Regions from separate parts of the Rattus norvegicus genome. Here region 2 is linked to region 1. A link is a contact called in public Hi-C data. All regions are on one chromosome and are shown on one strand. Each heading gives the region's core, a stretch centred on a gene start, on an enhancer-like site or on the middle of the called end of the contact. The rest is flanking DNA. Distances are from core to core; before and after follow the strand shown. Region 1 overlaps Hivep2 (HIVEP zinc finger 2). Region 2 has its middle 52 kb from the start of Trnaa-agc27.

Region 1 (2,542 bases), core at 32-2,531:
CTTACTGGCTTGTTCCTCATGGCTTGCTCAACCTGTTTTTTTTTTTTTTTAGAACTCAGGACAATCAGCCCAGGGATGACCCCATCCAAAATGGGCTGGGCTCTCTCTTCCATTGACCACTAATTTTTTTGTTTAAATGCCTTATGGCTAAATCTTGTGGAACTTTCTCTATGCCAATTCATTCCCTCTTTTCAGATAACTCTAGCTTGTATCAAGTTTACACACAAAACCAGCCAGTACAACCCCAATACAGATAAAGCTAGAGTATCCTTTTCTGAAAAATATTGGCTTTCTGTAACATCATCATATCCCTTTAAGCAGTTTCATACTTGTTAGGAACAGAGAGCAAAATTGAATGTAGAAGAATGGTTTTTTGTGCCTCGAGGATGTGCTGTGATTCATTGTAAAATGCACATGTGAGAAGAAAACAAGTTGTAAGGCCAAGCCATAGTTGAAATGTTTTTGAAAGGGTAAAGGGCATGCGAAAGTGATAATGCCCACATTCCCCTTTGATTAGTGCTTACCGAAATGCCAAGCATGCTAAGATGACACTTTATTCATAGCAGAGTTGGTATTCCAATATATGGATGGACGTTTCATCTTGAAAAGCCTTATACAAATTGGGTAATTGAATTTGAATTTGATTTTGTACCTGTTGGAGTATTAGCTAGAGCAAGATGGGTATGGTCAAAAGCCTCTTCAAATGGGGAAAAACAAAACAAGACAAAACAAACAAACAAACAAACAAAAAACAACCCCAAACAACTCTAGGTCAAATACCACCCAGGAATTTCACAACAAACAAAGAATTTTGTGTGTTAGCCTACCTTTGGAAGCTATACGAAGAACTTTCAGAAGTGCTTTCTTGCCACAGTGACTTGGGATCTAAAATTCTAGCCCCGCTGTGGTGTGAGGGATCATACCATTTATTGAGTTGTGCAGTACAGGTCTACTGCTTGATAATTTAAATCTATGAGATTTCTCATGGGCTGTCACCTTCTAATCAAGATAGATTGCAGAGCATTTGGCTAGGTATCTCCTCTTCTGTCAGAGACATTCTTCAACTCAAGTTCATGACTGGAGACGGCCTCAAATACACTTACAGACCAACCCTTCAGGAAACAAATGCTAATTTTATCCCACAGTCTCCAGTTCTCATTACGCAACAAGGCTTTCAAGAAGCCAGTTGAAATTTAGACTTTCCATGAGTACAGATTCATGATCCTGGGAAGAGCAGATCAAATCTGTAGACAACAGTTGGTGAGCAGAGCCGAGCCTGGGTTAAGTTGAAATTTCGGAGGCACACATGTGCCAGGCTTGCAAAAATAGTGTGGAAACTTGCAAGAGAGATTTCTATTCTCAGTTAGAATTATTTCTGCAAATGTAGAGGAGTGTTTCCATACGTATAATATAGATGATGTCATGTTAACAGATTATGCATAAAGCATCGTTATTCTAATAGGTTGGTATGCATTCAGTGATGTTCCTTGTTGGGAAGCTATATTATGCCCAAAAGTGGGAGATCCAGGTCTGTATCTCTTTGAGCTTATGTAAATCTGTTGGAACATTTGTATATTCCATCAGTAAATCTGTAATTCCATATAGAATAAAACTTTGCTTACAGCAATAATTCCATTACACAATTGTCTCAACTGTTCGCTGTATAAACTTCTCAGGGTTCATAGAAGTCAGGGTGAATAATTGGAAAAGACCCTCTTACAATTGAAGACAGGCAATGACTAGCTTTTGGTTTGATAAGAGTATTTAAAATCAGTGCGGTTTGCTTCTTCTTCAAATAGGTACAAATCCAATGAAGATTATGTGTATGTCAGAGGACGTGGACGGGGAAAGTACATTTGTGAAGAGTGTGGAATTCGCTGTAAGAAGCCAAGCATGCTGAAAAAACATATACGCACTCATACTGATGTTCGGCCTTATGTATGCAAGTTATGTAATTTTGCCTTCAAGACGAAAGGTATGGGCTTGACTTTTGTTGCTGTTGTTGTTGGGAGAGGAAAGGTTTCAGGAAAACTTCCGGCTACTTAGGATTCTGAATCCTACTTTGTAACTCACTTTCACCAAGCATAGAGAGTGTTTTGTTTGTGAAAATATGACCCCCTGAGATATATTTCCTCCTTCCTGTCCAGGATCAAAGGATGTATGTGAGACTCTGAGACTCCTTTTATGACTAATTAAGAGCTGCAGACTGAGGGCCAGGCAGGTTGTCTCTGAAGGAAGTGGCTTAGAAGTGTCTGGATAGCTATTACTTCATGTTGGAAATTTATGTGGGCTAGGTAATATTTGTACTAATATTGAAATTCTGCAGGGAGGCGATACATGAATGGCAGTGGATAAGCAAGGGAAGTTACTGGGAGGAAAAGATGTGGCCATGGTCACTTTCAAGATTATAAATAATGTAAGGACCCACAGACTCCCTGGTGGGCCCCTCCATCCACAGCTGCATTAATTATACATAGAGATTTGATAGCTTCTGCTCTCTGTATTTATCAGCATGGAGACAAGTCTTACTCTCAGACCTCAA
Region 2 (2,542 bases), core at 32-2,531, 57 kb after region 1:
GAAGTGGTTAAATTTTCTATTAGGATGGCCATATGATTAATATTCAAAGTTTGAACTGCTGTGAGAGGGGATGAGCTAAGTCTCTGTGATGACATAGGTCAACAGGGGTAAAGCTGGGGCTCTGTGGAGCACAGGAGGACATATGGTCACCCTATTTATAGAAGAAGATGCTGCTGACCTATCTTTAGGAGACCATGACCCCTGGACAGTATTCCCATAGCCGTGATGTGTATGTAAGAAGACAGGCGATTCCATCACTGATATAACAGATAAGGGAAGGTAGGGTTGTGTCTAGGTAGATGACTGGCGGTGTTTCTAAGTGGGCATGCTGTTTCATATAGGACCGCTACTGCTTCCTGTCAATTACTTCCTAATCTGAATGGCTTAGCATAGGGGGGCATTACATTATGGGTTAAAAGAATTGGTTAGAAGAGACCAGAAGAAACTCAGGTTTGCTGGGAGGGTCTGTAAATGATTGTCATAGGTCCGTGCAATCAGACCTTGCATATATGTGGAGATGTCAACAACCTGGCTTTGCCTCTGTGACTGGTGGATACCGAATAGACAAACACACACCACAAGGAAGACAGTCAGAACAGGGCTTCTGGTTGGTGGGGAGGAGCATTTCTGGATTTGAAATGCCTCTGAGAAAGGCCATGGCCAAGGAAGTCTGAGCACATTAGCTTGAGCTTTGTTCAGCATTATCTCCCCAGTCTATTCTCAGTTGAGGGATGATAGTTCCCCAGGGAACTGGAATGCTCGAAGGTCCGACACAAGGTTAGCGCTTAAAGAATGAAGAGTTAGTCATCTTTGAGACGAGGAGCTCAAAGAAAGCTCATCTTCGGTTGTCCCAGAGGTGTAAAAGTTTGGCTTTTTAAAATATACTTCTTATCAAGAATGGCCAAAGCTCGCTGGCTTTTCTTTAGGAGTCATGTGGCTGTGAACATCATCTCAGTTTTATGTTAGGGAGTGTATACAGTCAAGAACAGATGACACTGGCCTACGCTATCCAAGGGTGTGGTGAGCCCAGAAAGGGCTGAAATCCAGCTGTCACATGGGGTACCCTCCTATGACCCCAGTGAGATGGTAATGGGGGTGATAATAGCTTCATTTTATAGACAGTAACACCGAGAGGAGTTGGGGAAAGACAAGCACCCCCTCCCCACTGCCTGCACCCTAGTCTCTTCTTGCCTGCTTTAAAACCTGTGCTAAGTCTCCTGGGAACAAGAAGCCCTTCCTCTACTTGTTCTAACCACGGGTTGGCTTTCTGCGTATCTCCCAGCATGTTGCCATTTATGGATTTGGGCAAAATAACAGAATTGCATAGCTGCAGAGTGTCAGACTCCTTCCCCCCCCCTCCTTTTTTTTCTTCCACACTGAGTTTCCTGTTTCTATGGCAATGAATAGGATGTTTTGCACCAAGAAACACTTTAAATGCCACTGGGGGGAAGGTAAGAACCACACATAGCTCTCTACAGAGCAGGAAGGTGAAATGAGATGCTAAGAACTGACTGAAATAAGCAGAGAGGGGAAGCAGGAAGGCTGAGGAGATGCGGAAGGAGGGAGGTGAGAGGTGAAGGAGCAGGTGTCTCGGAGGGGAATATTTGACAATGGCATGGCATCTGAACATTGAGACCTCTGAGTAGTTGCTATGAATATGTAAGTGTCCTTGCGCGCAGTAAATGAGTTTGTTCACTTTAGGGGAGTACCAGGTAAAATTCACCTGGAGACAGAACTCCTAAATGCAGGAGGTATACAGATACAGTCTCTTAACCTAGGACCCATGTGAAGGTGGTTTCCAAGGTGCCTTTTTGTGGTAGGGGAGTTCCAATAGGATCCCCTACAAATGCTGTGCATTCTGGCCCAGCAGTAGGCCCCTGGATTTCAGCTCCCCTTGCCCACAGCATTAGAACTAGAATTTCCCTTCAATCATGAATGCTTGTAGTGTGACTTTTCCTGGGGAGATGGGAACAGATGGGAATTCATGCCACACGGAGATGATAGGCAGAAGGAATGACTCCACTCAAGCATGGCTTAGGAAACCAATGATTTATTGAAGTTACATAGAGGTAGATGGAGAAGGAGCTCTGGACAGGGGCATTGATGACTGAAAGGCAGCTAGCTACATTATCAAAAGCTTTACCCGAGTGTGGACAATGACAAGTGGCAGACAAACCTCCAGAGCTCCCTGCAAGACACGTGGGTGGCGTGACTAGTAGTGCATCTCTTCTTTCCTGAATTCTTACTACTTTTATAAGACTGGAGAGAGGCTTTAGGAATCTTGTAAGTTTCAGGAACTTTCTGAGACATAGAGTTTGCTTACCCTAAGTCTTAAGAAGCCTCCTTCTAGGAGAAAATGTTTTAATTAGGGGGAAATAGCCACATGATATTAATTCCTCAACCCCCTTGTGTTATTCCACTGCTGTAGCAAATACTTAAGGTAATTAACTTATGAAGAGAAAAGGTTTATTTGGGGCCATGATGTTGGAGGTTTCAGCCCATGGTCATTTAGCTCCATTTCTTTTGGACATGTGTCAAGGAA

The links. Hi-C and Micro-C count contacts between places; a contact is called where the count stands out from the background.
Region 2: a Hi-C map of prefrontal cortex shows a contact between it and region 1, with 1.8 times the contacts expected there. The contact joins two enhancer-like sites. A contact is called at or near these places in 3 of 12 Hi-C or Micro-C datasets (the A7r5 cell line, frontal cortex and prefrontal cortex).

What each region holds. Positions count from the first base shown.
Region 1 is chr1:10,362,445-10,364,986 of GRCr8, forward strand. It overlaps Hivep2 (HIVEP zinc finger 2), which reads left to right. Exons shown (of 9, transcript NM_024137.1): 6 at 1,800-1,975. Among named protein-coding and RNA genes, the nearest start is that of Trnaa-agc27, 110 kb to the right of the region's middle. Within about 2 kb of position 1,282, at least 8 of the 93 cell types and tissues checked have an H3K27ac peak or open chromatin away from gene starts, as enhancers often do. A contact at or near this core is called in prefrontal cortex, where this site is marked.
Region 2 is chr1:10,419,715-10,422,256 of GRCr8, forward strand. No RefSeq gene overlaps it. Among named protein-coding and RNA genes, the nearest start is that of Trnaa-agc27, 52 kb to the right of the region's middle. Within about 2 kb of position 1,282, at least 13 of the 93 cell types and tissues checked have an H3K27ac peak or open chromatin away from gene starts, as enhancers often do. A contact at or near this core is called in prefrontal cortex, where this site is marked.